2 separate regions of the Pan troglodytes genome follow, and region 1 is linked to region 2. Evidence: chromatin contacts called from public HiChIP or PLAC-seq data. All regions are on one chromosome and are shown on one strand. Each heading gives the region's core, a stretch centred on a gene start, on an enhancer-like site or on the middle of the called end of the contact. The rest is flanking DNA. Distances are from core to core; before and after follow the strand shown. Region 1 holds the start of NOP56 (NOP56 ribonucleoprotein). Region 2 holds the start of TGM3 (transglutaminase 3).

Region 1 (3,947 bases), core at 585-3,084, 440 kb after region 2:
TATGTATATATGAAAAATATTTGTGTACATATTTCTATATATGTATGTAGAGCTGAGACAAAGTTTTACAATGAACAGCACCTTACTCTATGCAACACACTCTTATTTCTATTCGCTTTAATCCTTTTTTTTTTTTTGACAGAGCCTTGCTCTGTTGCCCAGGCTAGAGTGCAGCCTCTGCCTCCCGGGTTCAAGCGATTCTCCTTCCTCAGCCTCCCGAGTAGCTGGGATTACAGACATGCTCCACCACGTCCAGCTAATTTTTTTATTTTTTGGTAGAGACGGGGTTTCACCATGTTGGCCAGGCTGGTCTGGAACTCCTGATCTTAAATGATCCGCCTGCCTCGGCCTCCTAAAGTTCTGGATTATAGCCCACCCAATCCTATCTTTTTAAATGCTGTCCATTAATGCATTCTGACTTCTTGCTTGAAAACCCCTGGCTTAGTGGATAAGCACCTGTAACTCCAGGAAGATTCAGGATTAAGGGCAGAAATAATGAAGTAAATTGAAGTATTAGCATTAGTATTTTCCATTACATTTTGGAATCGTCTATTTTGATGTATTCATGACGGTTAAAATAATTTAACATGCTAATGTATGGATTAACTTGGCAATTCCATTTTAAAATATTAAATGGAATAACGATTCTGACTCGTAAGTAGACATGTGTAACAGAATTCAACCACATCTGTAAACCACATTGAAATTATGAGAGTAAGATTTACCAACCATATTTTTTAGGTTTGACATATTAGATTTGTGAGTGAACTATGTACTTGGATTTTGTCAAGTAACTCAATCGCTTAACAAAATAACAATTAAATGTATAAATGCAGTTTATAGCTATACAGCATTTTAAAAAATCCCCTTCGAATGACTCTTTAAAATATACCAGGGGATACGCTACTTAAGTATAACTAGGTTTTGGATTTATAACGTTAATATTAATTATTAAAGCAAAACTCACTTCTAAAGACTCGCCTGAGTGCCCAAAAGACGCCCTCAAGGACAGGGAAGCAGCTGCGATTCACTCAGCGATCACCAGCGCCCAGAATTCAGGGCCGCTCAAGCGGAGCAGCAACACGTGGCCCAGCGAAAGGAGCTGCGTCCCGTGCAGCACAGCAACAAGAAACTGGCCTAGGAAGACGCCGGAGCGTCTTTCTTTCGCACGTTACTGCCTGCTACAGTCATTAAAAAAAAAACCAAAAACAAAAAAAATAAATAAATTAGTAGTACGAAGAAAACTGCGCGAGCTACATTCCCAGCAGGGTCTGCGCCAGAGCGCGCCGGGCACCGCTCCCGTTACGGGTGGGAGGAAAGGATGCACCGCCCACCCGGCGCCGGGGAGGCTCGTCCCCGAGTAGGGGACGGGAACGCCTGGGTCCCGGGGACGTGGGGCGCAGGGTCTGGGGCCCGAGGCCACGGACGAAGCGGGAAGCCGGCTAGGCAGCGGTCTCTGTCTGGGATGGACGCCGCGCCCCACGCGGACCTCCCGCCCCGACTTCACCCAGCTCTGCTGCCCGTAACTCATATGACAAGAACATCAGGAACCGGACTATTACCCCGAAAGGGCCTTCCCAAGTCGTTTCGCCGCCTGCAATGCCCGATCGGGGGCCGCGCGTCCCCGGCAACCACGCCCGCCCGCGCAGCTGCAGAGGCCAGAAAAGGCCTGCTCGCCCGCGCTCCGCGCCACCCAGCCCGCGCTCCGGGCGATACCACCCTGGGCGGCCCCTCCAAAGGCCGGAGATGGTGTCGTCCCCGGCCTCCGATTGGTCGGGGGGGCGGGGGCGTGGCCTCTGGAGCCTGGTTCCGCGCGCCGGAGCGCGCTAGCCGCATTGCGAGCCGAACCCGGGAGCTGGCGCCATGGTGAGGAGTGGTTGCGGGGCGCGGGCGACGCGACGGTGGGGGTTTCGGCCTGCGTTCGGGCCGCAGACAGAGCCTGGGCCTGGGCCTGGGCCTGGGCCTGCGCCTGCGCCTGCGCCTGCCCTGGGAACGGGTTCCGGCAGACGCTGAGGTTGCGTTGACGCTCGCGCCCCGGCTCCCGTTCCAGGTGCTGTTGCACGTGCTGTTTGAGCACGCGGTCGGCTACGCGCTGCTGGCGCTGAAGGAAGTGGAGGAGATCAGTCTGCTGCAGCCGCAGGTGGGTGAGATCCGTGGGCTCCTTTGGCGGCCCCGCAGACCCTCGTCGCGCGGGTCCCAGCATGCACAGCGCGCTCCCACGTGGCCGGCCGAGCGGTTCGGGGCGGGGGGGCGGACCTGGAAAGCTCTAGATCCGGGGGTCTTTACCTTGACCCATGGGTAGAATCGCTCTAGCAATTAGAAATAAGCCTCCCGGATGCCGCCCCCGTACGATTAAAGCAGAAGCTGGGATGTGGGGCCCAGGTATCAGCATATTTTAAGAGCTTCCAAGGCTGGGAACCGCTGCTTTACTGCGCCGCAGAAGCAGGAGGGAGGGAAGGAAACCACTTAGCCTCTTTCTCCCCCCAGGTGGAGGAGTCCGTGCTCAACCTGGGCAAATTCCACAACATCGTTCGTCTGGTGGCCTTTTGTCCCTTTGCCTCATCCCAGGTTGCCTTGGAAAATGCCAACGCCGTGTCTGAAGGTAAGTCGGCCACCGCCAAGTATCACAGAGAGATGTGGTCCCTTTCGGAATCCTCTCGGGCAGCCTGTGATAGTATTTGCCGTCCTTGGCTGGCTCTGAGTCTGATAGGCGTGAGGCAGTATTGAGACATACAATGTGTAATTTGAAATAATTGTCTTCACAGAGCTCAAGGTCTGGGAACTGCGCTAGACCAAACTGTTTAAGCAGACGATGTGGGATGTGTGTTAACGTTTCCTTGTGGGCACTGTAGTGACAAACTATTTTTTATTTTTATTTTTTTTTTTGAGATGGAGTCTGTCCCCCAGGCTGGAGTGCAGTGGCAAGATCTGGGCTCACCGCAACCTCTGCCTCCCTGGTTCAGGCGATTCTCCTGCCTCAGCCTCCCGAGTAACTGGGATTACAAGCCTGTGCCAGCCACCACACCCGGCTAATTTTGTATTTTTGGTAGAGACGGGGTTTCACCATGTTGGCCAGGCTAGTCTCCATCTCCTGACCTCGTGATCCGCCCGCCTCGGCCTCCCAAGGTGCTGAGATTACAGGCGCGAGCGACGGTGCCCGGCCGACAAAGGGGGGTTTCTTAAAAGGGGGTCGGCTTGACACCTACTTGTGCCCGAGGTTTTGCCTAAACACAATCAAGTGTCTGGTTCTCTGCTTTCTGTTCGATTGGAAAGGGCAGTTGGGTAAACACAGGCTGAGAAAAAAAGGTTTGGTTCCAGAAGGCAAATTCTACGAAATACTCGAGGGTGTGTTACAAGCTATTATTTATTGCCCACTTGTGCTACCAGACCTGAATGCAGTTGTTCCCATGGCTGGGCCAGGCTTTGCAGTGATGACTTGCGAATCAAATCTGTCAATCCCCTGAGTGCAATCACTGATGTCTCCATGTCTCTGAGCAATGCCTGATGGGGAGGGATCTAGGCATGCCATCCCAGCGTGCTCGGTGGGACCAGGGTAGTCAGCTGAGGGATGTTAGAGTTGATTGTCCTTCAGCCTGTTAGTGGGAACTGTGTTCTTTCCCCTGAGGGGTTGTTCATGAGGACCTCCGCCTGCTCTTGGAGACCCACCTGCCGTCCAAAAAGAAGAAAGTACTCTTGGGAGTTGGGGATCCCAAGATTGGTGCTGCAATACAGGAGGAGTTAGGGTACAACTGCCAGACTGGAGGAGTCATAGCTGAGATCCTGCGAGGTGAGACCATCATCTGTTATATTCCTGTTATCCTGGACATTTTGGGGGAGGAGGTTCTGGAAACTTGGTTGCTTGTTGTGATTTCTGGGAAGGCCTTCGGGCTTGGCTGGTGCCCATGGGTGCGGGAGCTAGCTCAGAGCCCCTTGTTGCTCACCGTCTT
Region 2 (4,020 bases), core at 1,246-3,745:
ATGATTTGTCTACAAATCATACAAAATAAAATTGACAGTGGTTAAGATGGCACCTGTGAAATTTGTTATGAAAAGAACTCAGAAGACTCACATCTTAAAGGTAACACTGGAAATTACAAGAAGCAAAGGAAATCAGATCTGGTTGAAATAATCAATGCAAACTAAAACAGACTGCCCATGTAAAATTTGCTTCTTACAAAACATTTGTAGAGGACTGCCATTGACAGATTTTTGGACCCACAAAATTTTGCCAAAGGAAATGGAACTATGGCGGCTGGGCATGGTGGCTCATGCCTGTAATCCCAGCACTTTGGGAGGCCAAGGCAGGCAGATCCCTTGAGCCCAGGAGTTCGAGATCAGCCTGGGCAACATAGTGAAAGCCTGTCTCCAAAAATGAAAATCAGCCAGGCGGGGTGGTGCATGCCAGTAGTCCCAGCTAGTTGGGAGGCTGAGGTGGGAAGACTGCTTGAGCCTGAAAGTTGACACTGCAGTGAGCCCTGATGGTGCCACTGCACTACAGCTTGGGCAAGAGGGTGAGACCGTGTCTTAGAAAGAAAAGAAAATAGAACTTGCTAGTGTCAATGCCTTTTAGCCAAAGACCACCGGGACACACCTATAGTTGAACAAGTTGGGTTGCACTGAGGGAGAGTACATACCATGACAGAACTATGGGCGGGTATCTTCGAAAAGAGGTGTTATAAAGAACCTATTACTGGGTTTCAGCTTTTATTGGTAATTTAAGGAGGGCCTATGGAAGTTGGATTCGCCCTAGACTGGAAGTGGTCAGGAAGCAGGAGCCAATTCCATGATTGGGTATCTCAATAAATCTAATCTATAGAGAAGGCAAACTAGAAGAAAGATAAAACTGTAATTAGTTAGCAGGGGGCCGGGCACGGTGGCTCACGCCTGTAATCCCAGCACTTTGGGAGGCTGAGGCAGGCAGATCATGAGGTCAGGAAATCGAGACCATCCTGGCTAACACAGTGAAACCCCATCTCTACTAAAAATACAAAAAATTAGCTGGGCGTGGTGGTGGGCACCTGTAGTCCCAGCTACTTGGGAGGCTGAGGCAGGAGAATGGCGTGAACCTGGGAGGCGGAGCTTGCAGTGAGCCGAGATCCTGCCACTGCACTCCAGCCTGGGCGACAGAGCGAGACTCTGACTCAAAAAAAAAAAAAAAAAAGAGAGAGAGAGAAAAGAAGTAGCAGTCACTCATTTTCTCCAAGACGGGTGTTTGGTATTTTGTGAGTGGCACAGTGACCGTGTTTTTGTCTGTGCTTAGACAAAATTTCAAAGTAGATTTGCTATGTCTCACTTTATCAGGCTCTCTGTAACCATATGTGAGGTTGTTATTTTGTGACGCTACGTACAATAGGAGGATAACATGGTGGAGCTGTGATGCCAGGCTAGCTTCTGAATGTCGGGGTTGCCTTTTTTTTTCCTTTTTCAATAACATGAGCATGAAATACAAAATATCACAACGATGGAAACCAAAGTAAAATTCGACATACAAATTTTAAAGAAGTAAAATCTTTATCATGAAATTTATATGTAAAAGAATCACTCAGTAAAGACAATTTCCATAAAATAAAAATGGATATGGATACTATTTAACTATGTTGTATTTAAAAAAACTGATCAAAGAATTGGTTTAATGGAAAATGCTCTGGAAAATTCTTTTGCAACAGTTCATCACTGTTGATATAATCCTAATTAAAATTATCGGACTCCAGTTTTGGTGGAGATGTAAATTTGCTAGTGTCTTTGAAGAGCAATTTAGTCATATTCATGAAAATTAAAATTGCATCTGGTCTTTGACATAGAAATTTTACTTCTGGAAATTTACAGAAAAAGTTGCACGTGTGCACGTACATACAAGGATATTACCACGCTACTCTAGTATTTTTTGTAGTAACAAAGACTGAACAAACATTAATGTCCTCCAGTAAGAAGCTGATTAAAATTCAGTATGAGACATCCATTGTACCCAAAGCTAGGTGGCCTTAAAAAGGTCAGAGTCGCTCAGCGACAGGGCTCGGCCCACCCTCGTGCAAACCCACCCCGCGGTGTGAGGCCAGGAGGGTGCGGTCACGAGGCGCCCAGGAAGTGTGTCCAATGCCTGAAGCAGCCCCCACCCCGGCGGTCCCGAGTCTGGGTCGCGCTCTGGTGTATCTCTTTTGACGTCTACTACCCACAGCCTGGTGCAGGAGAGTGGCGACGGCGAGGAGCAACTGCACGCGACTTGGGACCTTGCCCTGCTCCGCGGCCCGCGTCACCATGGCAACTGCAGGCAGCCGGCACTGACGGCGGGAAAATGAGGACCGGAGCCGGGTTACAGCCTTGGACTTCGAGCAGCCCAGGGAGAGTCTCTGCGTCCTCCAGCCCCCGCTTCCCTTCATGTCGGAGATCCCAAGCCCGCAGCGAAGTCCGCAAAGAGCTTTCCCCGACGCCTACGAGACCGGAAGTGCCTGGGCCCAGGTGGAGGAAGGACCCGCGCGGCCTCCTCCGCGCTCTCCCTGGGGTCCGTGCTCCTTCCGGCGTTTCTCCCGCGTCCTTCACCATGGCAACTCGGGCGTTGGGAGCGCGGGCTGCGAGCCGAGTGGGTGGGGAGCCGCTGGGCTCTATCCGCCAGCCCACGAGAAGTGACGAAGGTGAGGGGAGGCCGCAGGGACCTGAGGGCGGAGAGAGGAATTCAGAAAGTGCCGGGCGGCGGCTTCCGTTTCCTCTGCGGGGTCTCTGGGTGGTCGTGGCTGGGAGCTGCCGGGGCCCGGTGGCCGCGCGCCTCTGCTCCGGGCAAGCTCTCCCTGCAAGGCCCGGGCGGCGGCAGGGGGCAGTAGCGGCCCGCGATGCTCGGAGGCTCGCTGGCACGGAGCTCCCGGGCTGGGGCGTCCAGATCTGGAGAAGCCGAGGGCCTTGGTCACACTCAGAGCTGACGTCCAGTGCGGCCCTTGCTGAGGACTCGAGCGAACAGATCTCTACCCAGCCCCCGCCCCACGCGCACCCAGCCTGGGTCAGCGCGCCCTGCCCTCAGCCACGCAGCTGGTGGCTAAGCGCGGGCTCCGGGTTCAGGCTGCCTTGAGCTCTGTTGGTTCCCTCTGAAAGTGGTGATAATGATAGCAGGTATCTTGGGATTGCTTTGAGTATTAAACGACTTAATTGTACTTAGTACAATTTCTGGACTTAGTTTCTAGCACGTGGCAAGTGCTCATGGGCTTGCCTGGGGCAACTTAGTTGACCTCTCAACCTTGCCTCATTAAAAAGTGGGGATAATAATAGTACCCACTTAATATCGTTATAATAATTATAGTAGTTAATATTTGTAAAGTCTCTTGCCTTCAAGAACTTAGGACATTAAAAAAAAGATTGTGAAGTCCCTAGAATGGTGCCAGGCACATAGTAAGCTGCCTCTATTATTACCATGGTCATATTGTTGTTATCACTATGTTAAATAAAATTTATAAGAGGCTATTGGTTTGGACTGAGCTCCTGCACTATGCCCAACAGATCAACCCAACATGGAGTCACTTATGCTGAAGTTCCATGCCACCAAGCTGAAACTAAGTTGCTTATTTGACTTTCCTAGAAATCAGGAGAGAGAGACAGTTAATATAGCCAAATCCCCAAATAAACCAGCTTTAGCTGGCATGATGAGGAAGTCCTCTCTGCTTTAACCTTTACAAGGAAAATAACTTTGAAACAACCAATTCGCTTTTGTTCTGTGTTTCTGCTTTCTTCAGCCCTTTTCTGTCTATAAAGCCAGCCTCCTCAGCTCAGCTCATCAGAGCACTCATTCTGTTTTATAGAACGAGGCATCAGCTGATTCTAGAATGCAAATATAAGCCAATTAAGATTTTAAACTAAATTTCTTGTAATTTTTGTCTTTTGACAACTATTATCGTCTGTTTGCCTTGTGAGGTTGGAAAGGATTGCACTTGTCCTGCTACAAGGACTCTTAGCCTCTGGCTGGATTACAGAAACATTTGCCTGCATTTCTCCTTTTATTTCCCAAAGTTTTTCAGC

What was found. HiChIP or PLAC-seq counts read pairs in DNA pulled down with a chosen protein or histone mark.
Region 1: an H3K4me3 HiChIP or PLAC-seq map of stem cell-derived excitatory neurons shows a contact between it and region 2, with 2.4 times the contacts expected there. The contact joins the promoter of NOP56 here to the promoter of TGM3 in region 2. A contact is called at or near these places in 1 of 7 Hi-C or Micro-C datasets (stem cell-derived neural progenitor cells) and 1 of 1 datasets of contacts at active chromatin or transcription factors (stem cell-derived excitatory neurons).

The regions. Positions count from the first base shown.
Region 1 is chr21:9,283,475-9,287,421 of NHGRI_mPanTro3-v2.0_pri, forward strand. It overlaps NOP56 (NOP56 ribonucleoprotein), which reads left to right and starts at 1,835. Exons shown (of 12, transcript NM_001244674.3): 1 at 1,835-1,866; 2 at 2,051-2,140; 3 at 2,488-2,602; 4 at 3,626-3,787. The coding sequence starts at 1,864. It overlaps MIR1292 (microRNA mir-1292), which reads left to right and starts at 1,987; the gene lies at 1,987-2,051. It overlaps LOC112206585 (small nucleolar RNA SNORD110), which reads left to right and starts at 3,424; the gene lies at 3,424-3,498.
Region 2 is chr21:8,841,714-8,845,733 of NHGRI_mPanTro3-v2.0_pri, forward strand. TGM3 (transglutaminase 3) reads left to right here and starts at 2,496. Exons shown (of 15, transcript XM_063803236.1): 1 at 2,496-2,651. The region is part of intron 3 of STK35 (serine/threonine kinase 35); the gene reads left to right.